Linked DNA regions of Mus musculus: region 2 is linked to region 1. The links are chromatin contacts, called in public HiCAR-type maps. All regions are on one chromosome and are shown on one strand. The core of a region is the stretch at or near the end of the contact, and the rest is flanking DNA. Distances in the headings are between cores, read along the strand shown. Region 1 overlaps Gm42291 (a long non-coding RNA gene). Region 2 has its middle 150 kb from the start of Gm12511.

What was found. HiCAR-type assays count read pairs that join an accessible place to other places.
Region 2: a HiCAR-type map of fibro-adipogenic progenitors shows a contact between it and region 1, with 4 times the contacts expected there. The contact joins two enhancer-like sites. A contact is called at or near these places in 1 of 484 Hi-C or Micro-C datasets (epidermal suprabasal cells) and 2 of 115 datasets of contacts at active chromatin or transcription factors (embryonic stem cells and fibro-adipogenic progenitors).

What each region holds. Positions count from the first base shown.
Region 1 is chr4:56,303,539-56,307,789 of GRCm38.p6, forward strand. The region is part of intron 2 of Gm42291 (a long non-coding RNA gene); the gene reads right to left. Among named protein-coding and RNA genes, the nearest start is that of Gm42291, 10 kb to the right of the region's middle. Within about 2 kb of position 2,278, at least 62 of the 459 cell types and tissues checked have an H3K27ac peak or open chromatin away from gene starts, as enhancers often do. A contact at or near this core is called in fibro-adipogenic progenitors, where this site is marked.
Region 2 is chr4:55,717,024-55,721,274 of GRCm38.p6, forward strand. No RefSeq gene overlaps it. Among named protein-coding and RNA genes, the nearest start is that of Gm12511, 150 kb to the left of the region's middle. Within about 2 kb of position 1,733, at least 53 of the 459 cell types and tissues checked have an H3K27ac peak or open chromatin away from gene starts, as enhancers often do. A contact at or near this core is called in fibro-adipogenic progenitors, where this site is marked.

The DNA.
Region 1 (4,251 bases), core at 1,028-3,527:
ATATAAAGTCCATTCCTGTATTTACATATACCTAATGAAATCAAGGATTTAGAAAGAGTGCAATTTGACTGTTTTCTTTCTGTGTGTGTCTGTCTCTGTCTCTCTCCCTCTGTGTGTCTGTCCCCTCTCCCTCTTCCTCTCCCTCTCCTTCTCCCTCTCCCTCCCTCCCTCCCTCTCTTCTCTCTCTCTCTCTCTCTCTCTCTCTCTCTCTCTCTCTCTCTCTCTCTCTCTTGCTCTGTCTCTCTCTCTGTCTCTCTCTCTGTCTCTCTCTCTCTCTCTCTCTCTCTTGCTCTGTCTCTCTCTCTGTCTCTCTCTCTGTCTCTCTCTCTCTGTCTCTCTCTCTCTCTCTCTGTCTGTCTCTGTCTCTCTCTTCTGTTTCTGACTACGTATTTATTTCACTATGAAAGCATTCACTCCAGGTAACTGCAGAACTTGCAATTATCAGGCATGCTGTGCTCATAGGCACATGCTGCACCTAACCCTCCATCATTTCCACACCCTTTTTTTTTCCTTGCTACCTTTCCCCCATCAAGCAAAACAGGAAATGCCAAGTGGCTTCAGCAAGCCTCTGGCTCCTTGAGTCCTTCCTCTGATCCAAGAAAACTTTTGTTCACTCAGCACAAAACCATGACAATTCTTTGCTATCCCTGTCTCTTTCCTAGTGATTCTCAATGTTGCTTCACCCTGGGGATCATAGCTTAGCTAGCAGTGGGGCTTATTAGTCCTTTTTTTAAGGCTGGGGTAGTTCTATTGTTCATCTTAGTTGAGAAACTGCCCCAGACTCTAAGGTCCTGTGAACTTGAGCTCTTTCTTAATTTCTGTAACCTTCATATTCTTCCTAGGGGCCCTGGTTCTGTGAGGGTCTTTTAGGTCCTCATCCAATATTTGTTAAGTAATGCTCTTGAAACAGGAAGTTGGTTGGGGCAATCTGGAGGCTCAGGAAGGGGAGGGATTTTCTGAGTAACTGACTGAGAGGAAGCATCATCCTTACAGAGCCTGGCCAGTTTTAAGATTCTGGAACAATGCCATTCTATACCCAGAAGATGTTTAATCTTGGTCTGTTTCATCTCCATTTGCACGTTTCAATCTCACTGGTCCATCAATCACAGATGCTCCACGCATGAGTGAGTCTGTGGAAAGAGTAGGAGTTTCTAAGCTCTGTAGCTTATGGTCTAATACAATAATTAATAGAAGAGAGAGTTTATTTAAGTGGGACAGCAGGGGATCATGGTCTTAAAATTCTTTTTTATGTCTCTTCTCTAATCTTTCAGTTGCATTTAGTAGGAGACATTCCTGTTATTCAAAGAAAAGCCCTGAAAGCAGCTTCTACCCCAATCCTTATGTACACTACAAATAAAAAAATTAAATCCAGAATATTAGCTGTACTCCCACTGAAGCCTTTAGCTCTGAGCTCATATCTGTCTCCACTGTAGCTTTAAAACATACACGAAGTCAGTTCAGTTTGAGTAGATATAAACAGGAATGACTGCATGTCTTTCTGAATTCAAGGGAAGCAGGATAAGCCCCTATTTTTTAAAGATACCAGATTCTAGTCTCTTGTTTTTAATCACTTTCCACCATGATGATGAAAACAGCCCGGTGTTGCCATCCAGGATTATGCTGTTTCAATGCCCTGATGACGAGAGTAAAAGCCTGACTCAACTCTATGGACAGGAACTTGACATCAATGCAGAGCCTCCTGTGGAGACATTCTTTCTGGGGTTCCTGCCTTTCTGTTGCTTTTGTAGCTTTCAGGGTAGACCCTAAGTTCTCAGGCAAAGATTATATTCTATAAACCCAGGATGTTCTTTGGAATTCAAGATGGAGAAGGTAAATGGATAATAAATATTTATAATCTTTTTGACACTAAGTCTTTTATTTTTCCTTTGAAATGCTGCCGAAACAGAAATGGGGCTGTGAGGTGCTGAGTGGTCCTCAAGTCTATTTTAGTGTTGAGTGAGGTTGTAATGTCTTTCCCATCACCAGAAGCTAAGAATGGGTCCATGTGTCTCATCTGTGAGCACTGGGAGACTCTAGTCTAGTTTGTGTCTGAATCCCTCTACTTTCTGTCCATATTGCATACAGAATCTCTGTCAAAGTGGTCCACATGTCCTCATTTCCCTAGTTTAAAGGCTGCTAAGCTTCACTGACGGTCAACAAGATAACTCCTTAGCTTCTTCCTCTGGCATTCACAGCCCCTTCCATATCTGATCCTCACGTTCTTCTCCAGTCTTTCTGGGAAATCTGCCTGTTAGACTGACCTCATAGATGAGGAATGTGAAGCCTGCAAAGTGAGGTGACCTCCCTAGAGAACATACACAGCAACAGTGGAGGCTCAGCTCTCTGCTTGTGGACCGAATTCTTCCCATCACAGACTGTTCTCTTCACACATAAGCTCGGCAGTTGCATCTGAACTATGGGGCTCATGATAAGAAAGTTTCTTCTATACACACAGGAGGTTGGTAAACCTTTCCCATAGTCCCAATAGCCTCATCTTCTGGTTCCTTAGAGAGGGCCAGTTTTCACAGTGCAGGAGTGACCTGTGTAAGCCAATAGAACAGTCTGAACATAATGATGTGTCACTATGAAGCCTAGAAACACTTTGCCGTGGTCAGGCTAGCCTCCGTGTCTTGAGAACACATAGCAATGAGTTGAAGCATCCAACTGTCATATGGGTGACTGAACCAGCTTGGTCAGTGACTCACCAGCTCCTCAAGCTTCTGATGGCTATAACATGGATGCCATCTAGAATATTAATATTAATAGATTACTAATATTAGAAAAATAACTTTCAGATTGTATTTTATTTTATTGTAATAAGTTACTTTAGGGCATTTTCTTGCAAGTATATAATGTATGTTGGGCATATTCCTGCCCTCATTCACTAACCTCTTTTCCTTTTCCCGTTAGTGTGTTTAGACCCCCTTGTTCACTTCTACTTTCCTGTCACCTGTACATACACGATTTTACATATCTAGGTAAAGTGTTGGAGCCACAGATAAGAGAAGACATGTGGCACAACTTGCTGAAGCTTTCTTTGTATACAAGAACTATGATGGATCACAGGGCCCCCAATGGAGGAGCTAGAGAAAGTACCCAAGGATCTAAAGGGATCTGCAACAATAATATGAACTAACCAGTACCCCCAGAGCTCATGTCTCTAGCTGCATATGTATCAGAAGATGGCCTAGTCGGCTATCAGTGGAAAGAGAGGCCCATTGGTGGTGCAAACTTTATATGCCTCAGTATAGGGGAATGCCAGGGCCAAGAAGTGGGAGTGGGTGGATAGGGAAGTGGGGTGGGAGGGTATGGGGGACTTTTGGGATAGCACTGGAAATGTAAATGAAGAAAATACCTAATTAAAAAAAGAACTATTAACAGTCACATCCATTTTCTTGAAGAAGTGACACATCTTCAGTCACTTTTGGATGGAGAGAATTTCCAGTGCACACAAGCCACGATTTCTTTGCCCATTCCTCTGCAGATAGGACTCAGTTTCCAGCCTCACAGAGTTACGACAGCTTCCCAGCCATCAAAGCCCTTTAGCTGAATACTCTAGCTTATTACCGGAGGATGGCAGTGCCTCTCTCCTCTGAGCATGCTCTTTCTTCTATCTGCGCTCTCCCCTTCTCTAGCACCTACAGTGTTCTCCCTTCTCATCTAGTAAGCCCCTTCTTATTTTCCTGTCCCAGTCTTACAGTCTCCCAGTTGCTGACTTTTTCATGTGAGAGTCCAAATCCTTGTCTCCTTCTGGCCACTCAGAGCACCATGGAGGAACGTTGTCTACCTGCCCACACCAGGCAGGGAGGTCACAAGAATCATCATTGCATTTCTCTGTGCACTTGCATGATTCGGCTCTGGCCCAAACATAAACTTGATGGTCAGTAAATATTTAAATGCAAGGACTGATGAGAGATTCAAAAGGAGTTTTGTTTCCATTGAACTCAACCACACCTTTAAGGGTTACTGTGCATTTAGGCTATTGAATCTTCTTTTTAAAAATTGCTTTAGATCTTTTTCTAAATTTGTTGTGAAGTCTTCCAAGCATTTTATATTTGAACTTTAAGTTAAGAAAGCTGCAGACCTCCTACATCTGCGTTACCAAGGGCAAGGCTGGACAGGTTCAGTAACTGCTTTGGTCCTGGTTTGGTGAGAGATGAAGGGAGCCCAGTCCTGGCTTGGCAGTGTGACTCACTGTGTTTAGAAGCTGTGGAGCTTCCTCAGAACACCATCTACATCTTTGCACCTTCT
Region 2 (4,251 bases), core at 483-2,982, 590 kb before region 1:
GTGGAATTTCTTTGGCAAAAGTGACCTTTGTTTTTATTTGGTTGGAGGATTTCTCTTCAAGTCCACTGGAAGAAGTCTGGGGGGGGGGCGCAAAGGTACCAGCAATGGGTGTCTTAAGAAGATTTGCTCGCAGATGCCAGCTGTGAAGATGCCAGTGACCTGTGTGCTCTTCATGGTGACAGGTTTCATCTTCCTGCATTCAGCTCAGACATGCTGAGAGTTCTTATCCACTGTGAGCTGGATGGATTGGCTCTGGGCCGCTAGAAGCACAGTTCCATAAAATCTGAATAGTTACCCTCAGCCTCCTCTTAAGATTAGAGATTTGGAGCTAGGTCAGTTTTACTCAGCCCCCACGGATCTACAAACTTCCATTCCTTTTGTGTTTTGTTTAAGACTAGTGTAGTTTTATATTTGCATATTTTATTTTATATTTGCACATATTAAATGTCTCTATTTAGCATATATTAACAGACAGTAAGCTGGTGTTAGCTCAGTTGGTGGGGTGTTTATGTTGCATGTACAAAGACCTAAGTTTGATTTCTGGAATCACGTAAACTAGGCGCAGTGACACGTGCCAGGAATCCTAGTTCTTAGGAAGTAGAGGCAGGAGGATTAAAAGTTCATTGTCATCCTTGGCTACAGAGTGAGTTTGAGGCCAGCTTGGGTGACATGAGATACTATCTCATAAAACAAAAATAACACAACTAGTTTGAGAATATGAGTATGTAGAATACATAGCATATATGCAATTTTCAATACTTCTATAAAATAAATATGACATATAGTTGTATCATTTAAATTCTATCCATCATCTATCTATCTATCTATCTATCTATCTATCTATCTATCTATCTATCTCTATCTCTCTATCTCTCTATCTATCTATCTATCTATCTATCTATCTATCTATCTATCTATCTATGTCTTTTCCCGAGAGAGTAGTGATGCTCTGTATTTATGTTACCTAAATATATCTCTGAATCACTATATTTGTAATTAGGATATAAACTTATACTTCTGATAAAGAAAGCATGCGATCTGACATATACACACCTTGTACATACACTTTGTATGTGGGTACATGAATGGCTATATGAATAAGGTTTTCTCTTTAGTTATCATCTGATTTTGAGCATTCTGGCATAGGTAGGCCTGCCTGTCAGTCTTAGGAGCACTGTGCCCTCATAAGATGTGGGGAACATTTACAGCCCCTGAGGAAGCACTCACTAACCCTAGACAGGGAGGTGTTGAGAGAGTTCTTTCTAGACCAGCTGTTCTCTCTTCATGCTCCTTTGACCTCCTCCACTGAATTACCACTTTGTTTTTCTTCTTCTTCTTCTTTTTTTTTCTTGTGATTTTTTTCAACATGGACTCTCAAGATTTTTAATCAGATGAAAATTTTGGTGTGCAGTTCCAGAGAAATTCAGTCCGTATGTTTCAGATTCATTTACAGTTAAATCATCAGAAGTAGTTTTGCAATCAGTGCTTGGCAGCCAGGAGCCTTTTGACATAACTAGAAGTCAAGATGCACTGGGCTGAAGGAGCCAGGCACTTTGGATGCCCCAGGAGGGCCAGTTGGCACCTGCAGTGGCAGCACCAGCAGGGACAAAGCAGGAAGGTGGGGCCTGGGGCGTACTCAAGTGTCGTTTATGTGGAATGGACTCTGGATTGCTGTCCTGTGCTCCGTGGCTCCATGCATAGGCTGGGGTATGAGTCATTCTAACTGGCCTTTCTGTGCTTAACTCCCTCCTCTTGGAGATGAGGATGCCAGTAATAGACTATCTAGAGCAAGAGGAATGCAGATGAGGGAGAGTTCTCTCTTACTGTTTGGATTTTTTCTGGTTAGGTGAAAAATTGTCAACCGTGGAGCGAGGCTTGGTGGTGTACACCTGCAATCTGGGCACTTAGAGGACTGAACTGGGAGCACTGAGCATTCAAGACCAGTCTAGGCTTTATAGCAAGACCCTGTCTCCCCTCCCCCCCCAAGGATGGGAGATTTGGGGATATAGCTCAATGGTAGAGCACCTGCCTAGCACACACAAGGCTTAAGTTCAAGCCCCAGCACTGAAAAAATAAAAACTTAAGGAAATGAAAATTGAATGTATTGTTGTAGCAGTAACACATCCTTCACCCATGGTTTTGTTTTGGATAGTTTCAATTACCTTTAGTCAATTGTTGCCCAAAAATATTAAATGGAAAGTTCCAAAAATCAATCAATCATTCATAGCTTTTACTTAACTTTAATTATATACACTACTATATTTGTTCATTTTAATAGTTGTTGTTAATATGGCTACTTCATAAGCTAAACTTGGTCATGGGTCTCTCTCCATATGTTTACATACATACATACATACATACATACATACATACATACATACATACATACATATAAAGTCACAATATGTTAGGTATAGGTGGCCCCCTTTCTGCAGTTTGAGGCAACCAATGGGGAACTGGGAATCTCACCTATTCTAGTGTGGAGACTATTATAGTTAGGACATTGTATACCAGGGGCTGTGCTAGGTACTTCTCACAGTCTCAGAAGGACCCAGTTAGAATTGGCCTCCCCTTCTCCATCTCTTGTTAATGCCTGACATGCTCTGCACAGATGTTCTTTTGCTCTCCTCTTCCCAGGGCCTCCAAGGCTCCTCTGGTCTCTTTCCATACTCTCTGGTCAGGCATATTCCTTCTATTAGGATTATCAGTCCTTTTCTGCATTTCTGGTCTCCACATTGGCCCTAAACTAAACTTTGGCCCATTATCCACAGTCACGCGGAAACTGCCTAGAGCTTCCCCTCTAAAATTCCATCGTCACCCAGTGCTCCCTGCCTCCTGTTCCCAGCGAATTCCCCTTTCTGCTGTAGCCTTTGATGTGGCTAATAATGGCTACTACCCACCTGGACATGTGAGCCAGGACACGCATCTTGATGAGTCTCTATTTCTTAAATACTTCTCTAGGCTTGTTGCTTTTTCGACTTCAAGCTTTCCAACCTTGCCCCTTCCTCTCCCTTTCCCATAGCTCAGCGCTCAGGTTTCAGCAATGCTTTGGGTAGCAGCAGCAGTGACTTGTCTCTTCCCTCTGGGCTCCCAGGGTGGCTGTCAACATGAAGCTCACAGGAGCTCTAGACACCAGGTTGCAATCATTCCCTTCCTCTGGCTGAAAGCATCTAAGGAATCAGCAGCACCCACCTGGCCGGCCCTTATCTGCGGCCGCCTGCCCCCAGCTCCTGAAGCAGATTCATCCCTGTACCTTAGCTCCATCCGTCAGGGAAAGAGCCTGGGTCTTTGATGCTATGAGAGCCTGAGAAGTCCTGAGTGGTTTCTGATGCTACTTCCAAAGGGTTGCTCTGGAGTGATGTGTACATTGGTTGTTTCACTAATTCAGGGTGTTGAGGACATAAGGCACAGTGGTGCCCCTTCTGTACCACCTCCATGCCGGCTTCTGAGGACCATATTAAGAACATATTAAGAACATATTAAGAACATATTAAGTACAGTGACAAACCTAGCTTCTGTCATAGGCCATCTGTGCCTGGTCTTATTGGCCATGTAAGTTCAAAGACACATTGAAGCAGGCACATTTGGGACATTTTTGAAGGGCAGAAAGCCAGCTTGGGGTAGGCAAGGTAGGGTTTTTATGTGTGATCATGTGAGCTCTCACATGTGTGAGTGTGTGAGTGTGTGTGTGTGAATGTGGAGGGTAGAGGTCAAGTTTGATGCCATTCTTCTGACACTATCCACCTTTTTTTGGGGGGGTGGGGGTGAGGGTTGGGACATGATCTCTTACTGGGACCCAGGGCTCTCAATTAGGCCACACTGGCTGCCCACCATGCTTTAGTGATCTGAGTGTCTCTGCTGTCCCAGTGCAGGAATTACAGGGCAAATGCTTTGCTCGCTGAACACTCCCCTCAGTTCCACACACACGCAGATTGTTCTTTAAACCCTGCTCAATCTTCCCTCTCCATGACTTGGGCAGCTACACCTGAGTCCCAGCTAATCCTGTGAACAGTCTCAGGGCAGCTGGGGGTTTCTCTCAGGAAGTTGATGCATAGAAGTAGGTAACAGATCCCTTGACATTTTGACACGAAGAAGAGAGGGACAGAACATGGCTAAGTACCTTCAATGAGCCTAGCCCCTTGTCAGAGACATCCAACTGTAATGGGAATTCAATTGAGCTCATAAGAAGTGATAGAACTTCCTGAACAGTCCTGTAAACAAGGTGGGGCTAGGGGCTCTGAGCATCAAAAA